Regions from separate parts of the Bombyx mori genome. Here region 2 is linked to region 1. Evidence: chromatin contacts called from public Hi-C data. All regions are on one chromosome and are shown on one strand. Each heading gives the region's core, a stretch centred on a gene start, on an enhancer-like site or on the middle of the called end of the contact. The rest is flanking DNA. Distances are from core to core; before and after follow the strand shown. Region 1 overlaps LOC101741996 (unconventional myosin ID). Region 2 holds the start of LOC101738933 (forkhead box protein J2).

The links. Hi-C and Micro-C count contacts between places; a contact is called where the count stands out from the background.
Region 2: a Hi-C map of midgut shows a contact between it and region 1, with 2.9 times the contacts expected there. The contact joins the promoter of LOC101738933 here to the enhancer-like site in region 1. A contact is called at or near these places in 2 of 7 Hi-C or Micro-C datasets (midgut and whole pupa).

Annotation. Positions count from the first base shown.
Region 1 is chr8:1,244,299-1,248,082 of ASM3026992v2, forward strand. It overlaps LOC101741996 (unconventional myosin ID), which reads right to left. Exons shown (of 17, transcript XM_038012323.2): 6 at 3,177-3,425; 7 at 2,455-2,605; 8 at 1,844-2,001; 9 at 740-861; 10 at 445-595; 11 at 1-84. Among protein-coding and RNA genes, the nearest start is that of LOC105841516, 23 kb to the left of the region's middle. Within about 2 kb of position 1,588, at least 5 of the 8 cell types and tissues checked have open chromatin away from gene starts, as enhancers often do.
Region 2 is chr8:1,292,498-1,296,281 of ASM3026992v2, forward strand. LOC101738933 (forkhead box protein J2) reads left to right here and starts at 1,887. Exons shown (of 6, transcript XM_004925344.5): 1 at 1,887-2,416; 2 at 3,712-3,784. The coding sequence starts at 2,226. It overlaps LOC101741996 (unconventional myosin ID), which reads right to left and starts at 1,013. Exons shown (of 17, transcript XM_038012323.2): 1 at 745-1,013. The coding sequence starts at 833.

The sequences.
Region 1 (3,784 bases), core at 338-2,837:
GGGCTCCTTGGAGTGCAGCCCCGCCACCAGCGCCGCCAGCGACGAGCGGAACAGCGACGCGGCGGAGGGGGGGCGCCGGGAGGTCTGCGCACACATCACACATACATACACTATTGCGGGGTCACGCATCGATTCTATTTATTGTTATTCAATGGCTTTTAGGATCCTTTTTATGTACTGCAACTCATAAACCACTATGCCATAAAACACACTATGCTGCGGTCTGGGGTAGGCCAGCCATTGTACAGCGCGATTGAGACATCGACCTCACGTCCCCAGACGGCGGCGTTCACAGCGAGATGTCTGTGGGCTCCAGTGTCCACAGAGTTAGGTCAAGGGCTTGATCGCTCGTCTGGACTATAATAAACAGGTTGAACGTTGCTCATCCCCGGCTGAGGCTCCAGAACACATATTCCTGTTGTCACAGGCGCGGGGCGGGGGTACCTTCTGTATGTCGGCGGCGCCCTCGGGCCACATGGCGGCCAGCGAGGCGTTGCTGGAGGAGTGCAGCAGCCTCTTGAGGTCCTGCCACAGCGAGTCCTTGTTCTTGTCCATGAAGCCGGTGATGGCGTACGTCACGTCGCCGGCGTAGTGCCTGCAACACGGCACGCGGTGGGGGTCGAGAATTATAAACCGAAAATTATAATTCTCAGAAAATTATAATGGAATAAAGATCAGTTTAGTAATCAGTTGGGGTCCACACTAAAATGCACTCTATACCTACAAACATAAGACTCACGTTATCCTGAAGTCGACTCCGTGCTTGAGTTTCTTGTCAGTCGGCGCCAGCTGCCGAGACGTGTAGTGGCGGTGGCCGGTCAGCCGCTTGTCCATCGCCTCCAGCAGCTGCTGGTCCGTGATCTGGTGCGAACAGACCACGTTAGAGGACCGTTTTTTTTTTTTTTTTTATTGCTTAGATGAGTGGACGAGCTCACAGCCCACCTGGTGTTAAGTGGTTACTGGAGCCCATAGACATCTACAACGTAAATGCGCAACCCACCTTGAGATATAAGTTCTAAGGTCTCAATTATAGTTACAACGGCTGCCCCACCCTTCAAACCGAAACGCATTACTGCTTCACGGCAGAAATAGGCAGGCCGGTGGTACCTACCCGTGCGGACTCACAAGAGGTCCTACCACCAGTAATTACGCAAATTATAATTTTGCGGGTTTCATTTTTATTACACGATGTTATTCCTTCACCGTGGAAATCAATCGTGAACATTTGTTGAGTACGTATTTCATTACCAAAATTGGTACCCGCCTGCGGGATTCGAACACCGGTGCGTCGCTCAACACGAATGCACCGGACGTCTTATCCGTTAGGCCACGACGACTTCACGTGTCAGCGAAAAGTGCCGGATGTTATTGTATACGGACCGTGTCGGCGAACAGTGTCGCATGTCAGTGTGTGCGTGTAGTCTCGTTCGGACAATGACGACGTAAGGTGTCTGGTGTCAGTGTGTATAGACCGTATCGGCGAACAGTATCGCGTGTCGGCGTGTGCATTTAGTGTCGTCCAGAGTGTTGGCGAACAGTGCTCGATGTCAGTGTGTACGAACCGTATCGTCGATGAGTATCGGCAAACAGTGTCGCAATTCAGTGTAAGCAGATAGTGTCATCCGGACAGTGTCCACGAGCAGTGTCGGCGGTCAGTGTATACGGGCCGTGTCGGGGAGGAGTTTCGGCGGTCAGTGTCATATGTCATTGTCGGGGAACAGTGTCGGATGTCAGTGTGTGCGGATGGTGTCGTTCGGACAGTCTCGGCAGGCAATGTCGGAAACAGTGTCGTCAGACATTGTCGGCGAGCAGCGGCCCTACTGCGCTCACGTGCTGTAGTGACCTGTGTGGGGTTGAGGCAGGCCTCGTCCATGATGGCGATGACGCCGTGATGGGGCGCGTCGATGAGCTCGCAGATGATCCTGTTGTTGAAGTACTGCACCGGCGTCCACTGTATGCCCTCGCGCGCGTACTCCTCTTGCTCTTGTTTCAGCACCAGCTCTGAAATTACATTGTGCAGAGGCCTTAGCAGACGTTAGGGGGCGTTATCGAGTCGAATTTGAATTTATTAATCATATTTGTGTCGAGTTTGGCAAATTAAATCAGAGCCACTTCCTTTTATAGCGCGTAGTTGGATCTCCACGTGGTGGTTTAGTTAGTATGACGATGCATGTCCATGGTGAGCACGAACTGAAGCGACACCCAGGACAGACCCTACTATAAAGATCAACAGCACAGAGAATACCTTTCATTACGAAAGCCAACTTTATGACATGATTGAGGCGCACACATATTGGTACAGACTCCAAGGGAACTCCTCATTGATTACCAGGATTTTTAATACGCATTCCATTATGATAGATAGCACAATCCAAGCGCCATAATCAAAAGTTTATTTATAGAGGGCAACGACCTAAGGCCGGGAGGGTCTGCAGCGGGGGGGTCGACAGTTACCGATGAAGAGCTGCTGCAACTTCTCGTTGCAGTAGTTGATGCAGAACTGCTCGAAGCTGTTGGTCTCGAAGATCTCGAACCCGTAGATGTCGAGCACGCCGATGAGGGTGTTCTTGTACGTGCCGGCCGGGACGTCGATGGCTTTGTTTATCTGCAAACGGTACATGCAGCCTTATACATTTGATTCACTTTTAAATGTAACACGTTACGGTCCATCCCGTAACCACATTCGTCTCATGAGAATACAAAGATACAATGCTTCGTCCGGTTACGCTGATATGGTCTCTCAAGACCATCAGCTAAGGTATAAAAAAAAACGATACAAGTATTTGAAGTTAAACTTTTTTAGGGACGTTGAAAGTAAAATTTAACTCACGACAGATTTGTTACGGTTAAAGAGAAAAGATACAAATTAGGACAAGCGATAGTGAGAAAGAAAATAGACAGAGGAGAGGACAAAGCGAGCTAGGTCGTTTCTCTTATACACTGCATTCCTTATTACAAGAGAAATTTGATTTAAGGATGAAAAATGACGAAAACCACAATACTATAATACACCGCAACAGAAGATCCACTTCTTCTACGTGCACCAAGTTGCACTCGCACCGTTTTTTATGAATAAATTTACCGTGACATAAAAATATTCTATCAGCACTATGGTATGTTTAGAAATAGTTGGTCTAAGTGTGTTGACAGTGGGGAGTTGTACGGGAAGCGGATACCTGTTGCACGATCCAGGTGAAGAGTCTGTCGTAGGCCGCCTTGGCCAGCGCCAGCCTGGTGTAGTGCGCGTCCACGAGCGAGTGCTGCTTGGTGACCAGGTCGTGCCCGGCGGCCAGCACGCGGCGCCCCAGCACGGCGCGCAGCCCCGCCTCCGCCACGCCCAGCGCACGCACCGCGCCCGCCACCGCGCCCGCCGCCACGGCGCCGCCCTCCTCCCCGCCCTCCCCGCCCTCGAACGTCACCTCGCCCTGCACGCGCAACACTACATCACACGCGGGTTTGGACCCAGGGGTAGCTACCAGTCCATATTTATATACTAAATAAAAAACATTGATTTTAACTTTTAATTCTAGCAATTCAAAAATAACTAACTTAAAATGATTTTAAGCCTAAAAAAACTTAATTGGACGTACATAATGGTTTATAACGTCACAACTATTACAAATAGGGTTGTGCGATAAAGAGATAGCGAAATAGTCCCTCTACATGCCCACCTTTATGACATTTCAAATCAACCAGCTTCAATGTTGCCTTTATAAACGTGTTTACAATTCCAATTGATAAAAAGAAACTGATTCTCTAGTCAGCCCTACTGTAGAAAATAATA
Region 2 (3,784 bases), core at 637-3,136, 48 kb after region 1:
TTAGAAAATATAAATTATTGTTTTGATATCTCTACAACATTACAATTACATTATATTTTTACAACATTTTATCTAAACAGGTGCTTAAGTATAGGACAATTTTGTTATAAACCTATCTTTGATCAATCATTTGAAATTGTATTTTTAATCCACATGAACCTGTCCAATGATTTTAAATTTGCTCTGCAAAGAATACAATTATTACATCCGAAAGGCCTTCTTGGGATTAACAGTTTTTATTTTATTTTGGTATTTAAATAACATCATCCTTTTACATTTGGGACCAAAATAAAAATGTTAAGTATATTATGAAATTTATGTCCTGTTCCATGTTTCACAGCTACAGACTTTGACATTACCAACTAACTTTTTTAAAATCAATTTACAAATTTTAGATGAATTAAACACTACATTTATTTTATTTTATATTTAAAACTTTAAATAGAGCTTTATTTAATATAAATGGATTAGCATTAAAAAAAGCGTGTAAAAACAATTTCATACATTTTATTACACTTTCGAAGTAATATGGAGAAGTAAAATTTCGCAGTTCCGAAGTAAAATTAAAATATACTATTAAAAAAAAAAAACATTTAAGCTGAAGAAATATGAACCAAATGAAATAAAAGTTAACAAACTTTTTGCTGTAACTGTATAACACAACTTGCTCTCATACATAACATTGTAATTTTTTAAGGACTTCTTTCATTAATTTAGTTTCGATACGAAAGGGTAAAGACTCACCTCAAATGCAAATTTTCAATAAATGTCTCTGTAGTCAAGTTGTCCAAGAGCACAAAGTCGGACACGCCGACTTCTGGTTGTGTCGCCATTGTCACAATATACAAAGAACAATTTCAATAATAGGTAGGTAGGAATTGTTCACACACAGTTTGTAAATTATAATTTATGCGATTACAATGTACTGACAAGAATGTCAACAATCCGTTAAAATTAAAATCACAAATAAAACGACATACCACACCGAACATTTCATTTCAACTGACGTTAAAAAATTCAAATCTGAAACTGACAATTGACAATTTTTTTTAATAAATTTTATGACCTGGTAACTGAGTTCTTTAAGTCATGTCTTATTTTAATTTATATTATTCCTATTTTTATGAAATATGATATTATAGGGTGAAATGAAATGAAGATGATTAATTTGAGACACTAATCAACTGGAATGAAATTAAATGAAATGAATTGAGATGATATGGGATGAAATATAATCTCAGTAAAATGGTCATTTACTAAGATTTTTTCAGTGGACTTTTTGGAGGATCCCGAGAAGTTACGTCCAGGGGCTTTGTTTCATTTTCCCACATTTGTGCACTTTCACAGATATTAAACAGTTAATAAACCACCATTATTACACATTTAAACCCGAAGAAACACTAAATAGACAAAATAAAACAAATCACACAACTTCATTCCTCGCGTTCCCGCCAAAAAGACCTGACAATTGATAAATATCGAAAATGTTGCTATATTCGTTTCTAAAATTTCCCCAACCACTTATAGTTTTTTACACGTTGTAAATTGTATGCAACAGAATACACTTAAAGTGTACATACGTGTGTAAATACACTTAAAGTGACACTTTTAAAAATGTTTTCGTCTTCGATATCATCAATTTAACTGAAACCTACAACAGAAATCTTAATTAAGTCCTAATTTTTTTACTGTTTATCAATTGTTTTTATCCAAACCCATAAATACATATCAGGAACTAGTTTACTAATTGAATAAGATAACTATTATTTCAATAATTCTTAGGTCGCAGGTATTGCTTCTGAAAATTATTAAAAAAAATGGTATTATAATTTGTTTTTAAACTGAGATGACTATACAAGTTTTTCGAACGTAAATCGGAGCGGTTTAGATCACCGCCATTTTCCTTGTTGTAGGTGCTTCAAATGTCATAATAATTTTGATTATCACTATAATTGTTAATTTTCTTTGTGTATTTTTATTATTTTATATTATATAATTAGTAAATGTTCCTATTTACTTCTTAATTTTATTTTGTTTAATATATTGGTCGTACAAGAGTGATGTGTTAGTAAATTTAGATAGGTCGTAATTTCAAGGACTCTTCATGTACTACAATAAAAGTCTCCGTGAAAAGCAACGAGGATACGATCCTGAGGGCTTTGTGAGCCGATAGACGTGATAATTAATCGAATGTGAGGTGTAAGATTAGTTATATTTATGGGACAATGAGCGAGTCGCCGGGAGTGGAGTGGCTGCCCGCGTACAGTCCTGGAACTCCTCGCCACAGCCCCCTCGGACCGATACCGCGCTTCCTTTACGAGGATGTGCAGCCACTCGCTTTGCAACAGGAAAACAACAACAAGGACGAACAGAAGGAGAACACTAACAAAATTAAACATGCGAAACCAGCCTACAGGTAGCAAATTTATATCAATTCGTGTTGCTTGAGTTTAATCCACTGTCCTCCGTAACTGTATTCTATTGTTTTTTTTTTTTTCTAAATATATTATTTTCGTTGACTAAGCCTTTCGTGCAAAAATAAATCTTAATAAGAATAAACAAAAGATTTTATTTTTGTGGCAAGGCCTCATACTGTTTTTTTTATCTGTAAGAGAACTATAACCCAAAGCCATAGTACCTAAAAGTCTTAAAACAATGTTCATTAGCTAATTAGTCACGTTTTAGCCATTTTGTTTATTTTTACTAACGAAAATGTGTAGCTATGATGTAAAATAATAACTTATTTTATATAATATAGTATAGTTGAATAAAAAATATATCAGCCTGAACAAGTCTTTGCTCAGGTTGGCAGCTCAGGCCCCATATCCTTGGAACTGCCTTGATTTCGATGGCCCTTCTGTTGGCTGCCTCGTCATTAGTGCTCTGAACAACACTAGCGTAGAACAAAAATTATTTTTTTTTGTGTACATTTACAAACATTAATTCTAACTAAATCAATCTTGCAATAAAACCATGGACACATTTTCCTTACCTTATTTCAAATCTGACGACCATATTAGATTGTACTTATTAGAGATACTAAACTATACAAGTAAATTGTCATGCTATAGAGAATTAAATGAACATTATTTAATTCCGAGAGGAAATTTAAAAATATTAATATTTATAGATAAGTGGTCACATTTAAGAATACTAAGAATTGTCTAATTGCTTATCAAAGGTATACAAGCAGCATACATATTATTATTGTGTTCTGCAAATCCACTCTATTAAAATAATTTTCTGATATGATTACTAATTGAAGGTACACAAAAGATTCAATTAAAACCAAATTTAAGTATATTCATCTGAATTTCTTGGAGCTGGTGGTTTTACTGGTGGTAGGACCTCTTGTGAGTCCGCACAGGTAGGTACCACCGCCTAGCCTATTTCTGCCGTGAAGCAGTAATGCGTTTCGGTTTGAAGGATAAGGCAGCCGTTGCAACTATACTGAAATCTTAGAACTTATATCTCAAGGTGGGTGGCGCATTTACGTTGTAGATGTCCATGGGCTCCAGTAACCACTTAACACCAGGTGGACTGTGAGCTCATCCACCCATCTAAGCAATAAAAAAAAGTAGGAGCTTAGGCCTCAGAACAGACTACATCCCATTTAGAATAGATTCAAAGTTTTTTGTTTACATATTGTAACACACTAATATCCTAAAGATAACATAATAAATATTATTTAATAAAACTAACTCTCCACAGCTATGCAAGCATGATAAGGCTTGCAATCAGCAGCTCTCCGAATGGCAAGATGACTCTGAATGAGATATACACT